2 separate regions of the Gossypium arboreum genome follow, and region 1 is linked to region 2. The links are chromatin contacts, called in public Hi-C maps. All regions are on one chromosome and are shown on one strand. The core of a region is the stretch at or near the end of the contact, and the rest is flanking DNA. Distances in the headings are between cores, read along the strand shown. Region 1 holds the start of LOC108484193 (putative MO25-like protein At5g47540). Region 2 holds the start of LOC108489041 (ras-related protein RABA5a).

Region 1 (5,384 bases), core at 2,003-4,502, 220 kb after region 2:
GACAGCTGCATTTGAGCGGTCCAACAAAATATCTCCCAACAACTATAACATTAAGAAGAGAAAACATTAAGAATAATAGAAAAGGCCTCCCTAGCAACTAAAACTGGAACTTCAATTTGCACCGACACATAACTCAAAAAATAACAGGGCCTTCATACTGTTATGATTTTGGCATTTAAAAGAGGAAATTCAATTGGATTGAGTTGTCAAATCTTAACCAACACTTTTGGATACTCATAACTAACTATAGATGTTTCGGATCCCCGAATGGTAAGACAATCTTTACACTCCTTACACTTCTCAAACATCCTATTTCTAGTTTGAAATCAGCAAATGAACCCTTAAAAACTTATATGAATTCAAGCATGTTTAAAAGCACAAGTTTTTGTTTCGATTGAAAAAGAATCACTAAAATAGTCACTGTTTTTAGCAAGGGGCATACCTTGATAGCTTGTCGTCTCGTAATGTAGTTGCTTGATTCCAGCAACTTTGAGTTATATTCTGCAAAAAACTGAAACAACAAATACGATTTGTTTCTTTGAGCTCTAACTAATGAAAACTTTCAACATTAACATTTATATATGAAGAAATCAATGGGATCTTAATGTAGCTACTTCTAGCACCATTACAATCAACAACCATGTGAATAAAATATCTAGTCAAAAATGAAAGAGCAAATAAAGTGATTCCAATTGAAGCAATTTTCAAGCTGATAATAATGGAGAGTGAAAAAAGTACTAAAAATAATAGTGAACTGAAAAGATTTTCCTAGAACCCTGCTCATATTTAGCATCAAAACACCACAATTTAAAAGATGAAAGAATGGAGGAGCTACACTTACCCAGTCATAGTTCTTGGAAAGAAATTCAGCTACGGTGGACTTATGCCTTGTCAAGAGCTCCTATAAGAAAACAAGATATTACAGAACATCAGAAGTCAGATGCACAATTCAAAACCCTTAAAGAAAGAATGGAGGAAGATGAGGAAGTTCATGAGAAGATGACTCAACATCAAATAACAACCTTTTTGAAAAACTGAAATTGAAAAGCATCTTCATTTCATCAATCAACATAAAATTGAAAAGCAAACCTTACCTACTTTAAAAAATAAAACAAACAACAGGTTGTTCTGAGACCAGATTCCAATGACAAATGCAGAATGAAAAGTGCAATAGTAAGAAGCAGACAGAAAATGGGAGGAAACAAGATCATTATAGTACTTAGATCAGCAGTACACAACCTTAAAAGTTGCAGCAGCATCAGCAGCAATGTCAAAATTTGGAAGTTGTATATAGTCAAAAAACTTCTTCATGTGCTGTGACTCCAAAACATATCTGTAAATCAAACAAAACAGGACACATAGAGCTAATAATATATCCAAAAATCTTCCATTAATTTGAAACCTTTCAATGCAAACTTTAGGAGTTGAGGCTCTCTTTCAAATGTAAAAAGAATACATATTATAGAAGAAAACATTTCAAAGGTAAATATTGGAGAAGATTGCTGCTTGAACGCAACCATGATGGAAACACTGCTGATTAGAAAGAGGAATTAGAAAAAGAATCGGGGTATTCATTTATATTCACTTAAAAGAAGAGATGCCAAGTCATGAAGGCATAAGTTAACTAGGTTGAATTTTCTCACCTTGCAACAGTCTGATGCCGTATGCATTCTCTCAACATTGCACCATAATGTAAAGCCATGTCTGTGTTTTCATAACTGAGTAAACAGCATTTAAAAATCAGAATACTGTGATCAAATGATGGATACAAAATAAACCTCAATTTTCCAGCATAGCCAAAATATTGCATAAACCAGATATCATCTTAGGATTATAGCTCCAATATAAACATGGCAAATGTTAGGCACATAAGTGAGTCCATCGATAAGAAGAACCCAGTAATGGAAGTGCCGCCATAGTCTCTTTTGCTTAATCAAAGAACCAAACAAAATGCTGCAAACTATCAGTAACTTATCATCTTAGCTCTGGCATTAAGTTGTCAAGACTTGATAACACAAAGACAAAGATCCAACGAACCATTGAAGTTACATTGAAAACCAACCTATAAAAAGTAAAGTAATAAACCTTTTAAGATTTCCACTTACCCTGCTATTAAAATATCTAAAAGATCTAAGTTCGCTTCCAAGTAATCAGAAGCAATCAACCGCGAATTCACTTGTTGCCTTTGCAAATTGGCAACAACTTGAGTGGCATCTTTCCTTGCCTGCAAAGGAAGCCACTTGTCAAATAATCATAGAAGCAACAACGGGGACAACAACAACTCTTGCCAAGGAAATTCCTCATGTAAACATTGTTGAGTAAGTTAAGTCATCTTAACTTTATAGTCAATCAGTTACCTCTAAGTTCAATTTAGGAAGGCAAGTGATCAAGAGCCGCAGCGTATTCTCTCTGAAGAACTCTTGAGTCAGTTGTGCACAAGCTTCTGAGACTGGCTCAGATTCACTATTTCCATAAAGAATAGATTTCAACTCCCTTAAATTCTTAAACAATTCTGCCATCTGCGTCAAGATTAAGTTAAAATATAAGGATTAGACACCGAACCTATGTTAATTTCGGCAAATCCAATAACTGCTCAGGCACAACAAAATCATACATATTCGATTCCAATAGTAACTATATCACATGCTGCCGTCATCAAAATCCAAAGGGGGCGATCCAGATCAACAAAGAAAAGAAATCGAATAGCAATAAAACCAAGTCGAAACAATTAAGATGCTATGAGTAAAAGGTGTTTTCAGTAACGAACTTTCTCTTCCCGCTTGGATTCACGACTTTCGGAGGAGCGGGCGGCGAAGCTGAGGAGATCACGCGTTTGGCGCACGATATCGACGGGAGTTCGCGGCTTGGATTTGAAAAGCCCCTTCATCTTGGTAGACGATGACTTATCGTAGAGGATTGATGATGTAGAAGTACTATCAGGTTGTGCTGCGGGATGCCTGAGCCTCTGTGCGACGGCTCTGCTCGTCGCACCGCCCGGCTTGCTTATACAAATTCCTATTCTTTCACTAAAAAAGAAAATCGCTCCAAGTTTTTCAGTCACTTTTTCAGTTAATGTTTTGGAATGTTTAAACAAAGGTGAGTTTTGGTTGATTTGGCTTCTTTTCCGATATTTTCTGCGATTTGATTATTTCGATCACTTACTACTTATCCAACGGCTCTGCTCAGCTTTGGGATTTCCCTTTTTAACATGAATTACTCAACTGTTGGTCGTTGGTTACTGTCCTTTACTTTAAGAGCATGTTTGGTTGGAGGAGAATGAATATATTATAGCCCAATTCAATGGGCTCATCACCGCACTATTGTTTGGTTTATCGCAATTGTCAGCCCGTGTTGAATATGGGCTTACTCAGGGAAGAGAAAGCATTGTTCCCTGCCCTCCCCACTGAATGGGTCATTCAGGACGTGTGGAATAAGAAATTAGTCTCAAAAATTTCAATTTTACCTTTTATCATTTTGAAACCTTCTTTACTCAACTCGACAACCGTGCTCACCCAGCCTCCATTGCTTGTTTCACCTCCGGCCACTAGCCCTAAACTCTTCTCGGGCATGCCATATAGAAAGGCAAGAAGAGACTCACCTTTGTTTTTCTCCGTTCTGAAACCTTCCTCACTCAACCCGACAGCCCTTCTCACCCAGCCTTTATTGCTTGCTTCGTCTTCGGCCACTAGCCCCAAATTCTTCTCGAGCATGCCATAGAGAAAGGCAAGAAGAAAGCTACTTCTTGTTTTCTCTCTCTAAATAAAAATTTACAAAGGCTTCTCCTTTCTTTCTTTGTTTTCTGTAACAAACCCAGAAGTTTTAACCTAGTTTCAGGTATTTTTCTTCATATAAACTATGATCATTTTCCTTGTATGTTAATAACTTAATATCATTCATTTACTGATTTTTAGCTCTTTTGGTTTTATATTGCACCATTTAAAAAAAAGACCTTTATGTTTTTTTATTAGTAGGTGATTTCTTTTTTTTTTTTTTTCCTTTACTTCATGATTAAGTATATAGGCTTTGTTGGCTCGTTCTAACAGGAAATTGGAAGTTGTTTTATTTTGGGTTTAAATTGTTAAAAGCATTAATTAATCAAAGGAAAAGAAGCGTTTTTAAGGGGGATTTGGGGTTGCATGTGTTCTTTTGGTGTTCTTATTCATTTGTTGTGTGAAAGAAAGCACTTGTTGTTAATTGAAGTTATTTGCAATGCATTTGATTGGTTTTATTTTACGAGTGATTGATTTTGTTGTCATTTAGAGTATGCTAAAGTGAATGGTGAATAGATTACTAAAAAAGGTGAACGGTTTTATCTGTTAAGGATGCAAGTCTATCATCTGTGCTTTTAGGTTCCTCCTTTAAGTTATTCTGCAAATTTGTTTTGACATATTCATCACACACACTTTGTTCCATGTTTGATACTTGTTCCTTTTTAACTTTCATTGTTGAGAAAAACTTTGAGATAGACTTCTTTTCATGTGTCTTCAGTGGTACCTACAAGCATAGTTGAAGAAGTAATTAGTGGATTTCTTGGAATAAACCCTGACACCATGAGTTTCTAGTTAAATGCAACCTTTTTCCTGTAACAAAGCTAAGCAGAGCAAGACAATGAATACAAGTTAAAAATCATTGAAACCAAATAGAAACTCATTCGTGGAGTTGTATCTGGACCAATGATCTAGACCAACTGTCAGCTGATGAATCCCTAAACTATGAAACCAAAAAACATAAATTCCTTTAAATTCGAAATGCTAGTCATCTCCTATTTCACATCATGAAATATTCCTATTTAGCTTTTTCTTCTTTGTTGGGTTATGTTATTTATGTGTTTCTTATTCATTGTGCTATGGGCATGTTGTTTTACTTCTTCAAACATATTGCTTTACTTTTTCTTCTTCTTTTTTTAGTATTGAAATTGTATTTTTATTTTTGCCTCTCATCCCAACCTCCCTTGCTTGCTTCGCCTCCGACCACTAGCACTACTCCCTTAGCCCCTTGGCTTGCTTGCTCCACCCATAACTAAGCCTCTTGTATTCACTGAATCACTATAAGCTCTTTTGCAATTAAATTATTTGATTTTTTTCTTACGGTTACTGAAATTAGTATTGAAGATCTGTGAGACTTTTAACTTAATTCTCTCTAATATGATCCTGGTCAAGATTGTTAACTCTACCATAAAAAATTACATTACCAGAACATAAACCAGTAGCACTTCAAAGTTACCAAAATAATTACCTATTGTCATTTCAATCATTCTTCCATGGTTCTAAGGTTATAAGCTCTCTTGGAAGAAATAAGAAAACCTACATTGATATTCCCATCTAAGAAAACATCCTTCAATACATTCCGCTTCAATTATTGGATAGAATATAATTCTGGTAATG
Region 2 (5,982 bases), core at 2,714-5,213:
GTATTCCGTAAATCACTGTCCCATCGTATTACATAACAGTAGAAAACAAAGCCCTGCAGGAAAATGGGGGTAGAAACTAGAAAGAACAAAGGGGAGGGGAAGTGGAAAGCAAGAAGGAAATATGTCTGACATTCGAAAATTTATAGTCATCTGAATTTGATTTTCTTTTCTTTAACCCCCTTCCAATCCCCCTCGAGTTCATTTACATATTCTAATTTCTATTCCATATGAGTCTCTTCTTCAGCCACCATATATGATAAAAGCAAAGCATGACCGAGTAAAAACAAATGTTATTCAAACAAATTAAGACATGGAGAAGAAGAAATATCAGCAACTTCAGTGGAAACTTGATGGAGAATCGTTAAAATGGATAAGCATCAGGATGAACAGCAACCACCCGATTTGGGTGACTCAGTAGCACGTTCTTGGTTCTCATCCCCTTGTAAAACCACGGTCTTCCCATCCAATGGTGCGTCCTGCTTCTTGAGCTCATGAGACATCATAACTTTCCGGCTCAATATGTTGTAGATCTCTTTAACGACAGTCTGAAATGCAGCCGCTACATTGGAGGAATCAAGTGCAGAAGTCTCCATGAAAAATAAACCCTGTGCCTCTGCTAAGGCCTTCCCTTCGGCTGTGGATACTTCCCTGGCATCCCGGAGGTCCGACTTGTTGCCTACTAAAATGGTGACTACGTTCATGTCTGAGTGAGCTGTTCAAAATGTCAAATCACACAATTCAGTCCTTAGCCAGCATGGGCTAAAAACAACAAATCTATAATAGTGGCTGGGCATGGAAAGGAAACACCATCTAGTTACAAAAATTTGCCACAATATGGCCTAACAGTCAGAAAACAAAATTTAACCCATTTTGGATTGGTGAGATTCGGTAAAAAATTATAGAAACGAGATTCAGGATGAGAGGGTTTGCATATGCGTTATAAGTATAATCAACAAAAGCACAAAAGTTAATCACGGTTCTTACTTTGAAGTTCATTTAACCATCTACCAATGCTATCGAAAGTCTGTCGTCTGCTGATGTCATACACAAGAAGAGCTCCAACTGCACCTCGGTAATATGCAGATGTAACGGCCCTGAAGCGCTCCTGACCAGCCGTATCCCAGATCTGTGCCTTAACTTCCTTCCCATTTATATCCAATTTCTGAGTTTGAAACTCCACTCCTATGGTTGACTTGGAATTTGGGTAGAATTCATTCCTAGCAAATCTTGCAAGTAAATTCGATTTCCCAACAGCTGAATCACCAACTAGTACAATCTTGAAAAGGTAATCCTCAGTTTTTTCTTCCTCTGAAACAAAAGCCATTTTACAACCTTCCTACGAGTGTCACTCTATATAACCATATCAACAATGAAAAGCACTCGGAATTAAGTTTCTTCTCTGGTACTTGAAGTTATCACCTAAGAAGCACCAACCTTGTATCCTGTTCAAGAACAGAAATGGGTTTACCGAAGAAAAGAATAAAGGCAAGCTGAAAAAGGAAGCTAAAATAGGAATAAAGAGTACAAATGTGTCATTCAGCAATTGCTTACATGAAAATACCTTTCTTGTGAAGCAAATATTAGGTCAATTGAATAAAAAAGGAATAAACTCTACTCCACTTTCACCCTCCTGCAACATAGACAAATCTATCCTGAGCACCCTACGCGTGTAGTACTAATGACCTTCCTAGTGAATATGTACGTTACGGTTCCTGCAGGAACAAGACGAGGGCCCTCATGTAAAACCAACCAAAGTACTAATCGTTACAGTACAGGGTAACACAACTGTCTGTCTCCGGCTAAAATATTCAAGATAAGTAAAATATTTATCAGAATTTGAAAAGTAAACAATTAAGTGAAACAAGTAATATGCAACTCATTAAAGTCTTTTAATTATATAGTTCCTTAGAAGGCAAGGAACAGTACCTTGATCTCTCCAACTTGCTAACACCTTGCCTCGCACCTGAAATCCCACTTAAGCTCCTTCTACTGCTTAGATTTTAGAAGCTCAAAATAAGGACATATGATAAATGCCAGATCATTCATGTGAAATATCCAAATAATCGATTGGAAATAAAAAAACAACTTACCCAACAACCGTGACAGATTAATAGCCCACCTAAGATTCCTAATCCTATGTTTAGTCCTTGCCCTTAACCAGTAAAACATCACATCATTTTTGTATAAACTTTAAAAGTTAACAGATATAAGTGTCATTAGATAACAAAAAACTAGAGGCCAAATTTGGTAGCAAAGAACTGATAATTGATAAGATCTTTTGAACAACAATTATATATGAAATCAATCATAAGCAATAAATCATCTGCAAGGGCAATATAAGATGCTTGATTGTATAATAATATGCATCAACTATGCACTAGACCTTATAAGATAACATGTGATAGTTCAATCTTTTGAATATTACCACTGGACCATGGTACAGAAACAATATAGAACTTCATATATAAACAAGCCCTTGTGCTTTCACTTCTAACTGTAAGAATTCTTTTAAAAAGTTACTTTTTGTCTTATTCTTTGTTTTAATCATTAGAGATGCTGAAAAACTCAGTCTTTAAAAGGTTTCATATATTTTTCAATAGGAGTCATTTAAAGAGTTAAATTTAAGGATTGAAAACTTTTACTGCTATGTCAACAGCTCATAAAAATTCACTGAAACACAGAAACTCTGATTGTATGAACTAGAGAACTTTGACCAGGAAATAAGCTATAGATCCAAGTAAATCAATTTCAACATTCAAAGAAAAAAATATATATGCTCTTGATCATAAAGTAGAGCATCTGCATCTTGCAAAGAGAGATCAAATTATAGCATACTAGACTCAGTTTTGCATCAAAGAGACCCCGGTAGAAACTAAATCACCAAGCAAACTGCCCTTTTGTTTTATATTTAGCAATTGACTAAAAGGCTAGAACCAAGTTCATATATGGAACAGCCAGTTAACTCTTTCCATAAAAGAAGAAAAAAAAAAAACTTAAAAGCACCGAACCATTATAACTAAGTCTAGAATATCCAAATGAATTAGAGCAGAAAAAATCGATTTTGATATGATCAAATCTTAAAAACCATGAATTTAAGCAAGGTATTGACAAAACAGAGATTAGCAAAAACATACAAAGTAAAAGTTAGTAAGAAAAAAGAACAAAAATGTGATTGAGAAATGATCTAGAAACAAGCAAAATACAAAACCCAATTCGTAAATCTCATCAAATATTAATACAAAAAAAGGGACTTAAAAATCTAAAGAAAAAGAGATCGTGTTTGTTTACACTCACCAGCTATAAGAAGAATTTCAGGAGGCTCCCCTCACCCTTCTTTTTTTTTTTTTTTTTCTCTACCAGGAATTACGATCAAATAAAAGAGTTAACAATGGATCTGATTATATGATAATGTCAATGGCTTAGAGATACAAATTCAAAGGATTTAAGGGTTAGGCTTTTCCAAGGAGGTGAGGGAGCCGAGTGCAGAGACAAGACAACCCCAGATTTGCACTTACTCTGGTTACTGGTTTAGCCACCCCTTAATTTCCTGGGCTTATTTTTTTGGGCCTTATATTCCCCTTGGACTTCATCATAGATAAAAAACTTTCCATATCTTGCTCAAAGAATTGGTTTTCAATGCGTATGAAAGTTGAAAACTCTAGTTGTGGAGGAACCATATGCAGAAAACTATAGTTGAAATGAAGCAGGAATGTTTGAGCACATAGGCTAAAGATTAGGGAAGGATGTCCCTCCAGTACTACTAATAGTGATGGAAAGAGGAATGTATGTTGGTTTTGAACTTCCCACAAAAAAAGCCAGATTATGATATGGACTTATATTGCTGACTGACCATGTTCTTAAATGGTAGGGGCCATGGGAGACTAGAGCATAGCTAATATTTAGCCAACATTTATCATTTTGCAGGTGCCTTATCTACACAAAAGCTTAAGCGTTGTTTGGTTTTGTCATAAAATGCAGTTGACATTGCCAACCTTGTTCAGTAGATGGTTTCGGCGGCATTGCAGTTTGGTGATGCAGAAAGAAGGACCCACCTCCCATACCCCATTACCACCTTTCATTTTGCCTAGGTGCACGAACTTACAGCTACTGCTGCTGCTGTAGCAGCTAAGGTGAAAACCTTGGCCGCTTCCTTGTGGTTAAATGTAATGTTTTGGCTCTCCAAAACTAACTGGACCACCTTCCATGGTTTTGACTTTTGTACACCAAAATCTGTGCCAAAGGATTTATTTCATCTATTGCATTCATTGTTTTTTGGTACTCATGGATCAGACATCAAATGAGATTGATAACAAGACTCGAACTTTAATTCTTTAATTCTTTGCTAAAACGTTAAGGAGTACTCAATCAACTGGAATAATCATATTCTATCTGTATGTACTGTAGCACATTTTAACTATATGCCGACAAAACAAGAGTAGACATTGTTTGATTCGGTGACAGATATGAGGGTAAATAAAATAGATGGTCATAAATTTCTCCCTAAAATTAAAAATGAAGGGGCAAGATCAAAAGTTGAGAGCGTGCTTGATCACACGCACTTGGTAAATAGGTTGCCGACAGTTTGATAAGATATTACCTAGGATACCAACACTTTAGGTGCCCTGAGCTAGCACAATTCTGTCAATCTTGGTTCTACTGGGCCTTTGTCTAATATAAAAATGTTCCAAGCAAACTCTCAACTTTACACTTCTGCCTACTGCACTGATCTTTTGATCATGTAATTCTGTGAAAGGCTTGGGCCTTTCGGTTTATGCTTACATATTAATAAAAAAAATCAAATCTTGCAAGATTACTGGTTTAATTAGATATTGAGTTAAAAGCTTAATATAAGATGAATACTGGTTCTGGTTGCCATGAAATGAGGAAAGACTTTGTTGTTTCCTATTCCGAATAGCTACATTTTGTTGATCTTAAGTTACAGTTACCCCAATTTTGACCACATAATTATGTCCATTCTTGTTTCCGTGGGTAGTCATGTTTCAAACTTTATCGTAGAAATATGGATTATATTCAAGAAACCTGTCACTTATAATCTTATTTGTTGTTTGGTGATGTCTTTATGTAGCAAGTTGGGTTGTTAAATGGATAGAGTTGTTTCATAGGGTGATCTACAAGACAAAGGATACTAAGAGGGGTCGGAAATTGTGGTTTGAGACAATTTCTGATACTAAGGGTTAGTAGCAATGTTTTTAAAAAGTATTTTTAAAGGTGTTATGAAAAAGTACTTTTAAGAAGTACTTTTCACAAGTTTAGTTTAAGATTTGAGTGTTTAGTATTATTGTTAAAATGTCTATTTTAAATATGATATTATCAAGTAATAAATATATATTTAAATAATATTTAAATTAGTTAATATTATTATATTTTAGTAAGAATATAAAAATAATTTATTATAACTTATTGTTAATTTTTAATATATAAAATATAAATTTTAAATATTTTTAAGCAATAAACATTAATTATTTATAAAATTTAATTAGAATATATAAACTATATTTTAAATATTTAAATATGACATTAAATATTTGTAATTAGATATTAATACATTTGTATTATTTAAAAAATATTTTTTATTTTTAATTAATAATTTTTTTTTAAAAAGGAAGTACTATGTTGTTGGAATGATGAAAAAGTAATTAAGTATCAAAAGTGATTTTGGAACCGAAAAAGTTAAAAATTTTAATTTTTCCTTTTCAAAAACTAAAAATTTCAACAAAAAATAACTTATTTAGCATAACTTTTCATTCAAAAGTATTTTTCTAGCCATAAGTAATACTAAACAACCCCTTAATCAATGTTTTAGTAAAAGGGAAAGGTTGATAGAAAATGGTATTAACGAAATTGAGTAGTAATGAGAGGTCATACCTAAGGTAAAGTCAATGTAATTATTACTATGATTGATTGACGTGACATCTCTTATTTGATAGGGAAGCTTTGTAGCTCAGACTTCAAGGTAAAAGC

What was found. Hi-C and Micro-C count contacts between places; a contact is called where the count stands out from the background.
Region 1: a contact with region 2 is called in a Hi-C map of leaf, with 6 times the contacts expected there. The contact joins the promoter of LOC108484193 here to the promoter of LOC108489041 in region 2. A contact is called at or near these places in 4 of 5 Hi-C or Micro-C datasets (all in leaf).

Annotation. Positions count from the first base shown.
Region 1 is chr6:11,466,963-11,472,346 of ASM2569848v2, forward strand. LOC108484193 (putative MO25-like protein At5g47540) reads right to left here and starts at 3,253. Exons shown (of 11, transcript XM_017787893.2): 1 at 2,768-3,253; 2 at 2,358-2,519; 3 at 2,106-2,224; 4 at 1,644-1,718; 5 at 1,240-1,333; 6 at 842-901; 7 at 443-511; 8 at 1-42. The coding sequence starts at 2,887. LOC108486764 (a long non-coding RNA gene) reads left to right here and starts at 3,389. Exons shown (of 5, transcript XR_001871554.2): 1 at 3,389-3,834.
Region 2 is chr6:11,243,872-11,249,853 of ASM2569848v2, forward strand. It overlaps LOC108489041 (ras-related protein RABA5a), which reads right to left and starts at 3,964. Exons shown (of 6, transcript XM_017793275.2): 1 at 3,295-3,964; 2 at 2,091-2,152; 3 at 1,927-1,989; 4 at 1,552-1,712; 5 at 985-1,442; 6 at 1-712. The coding sequence starts at 1,324. The coding sequence ends at 378.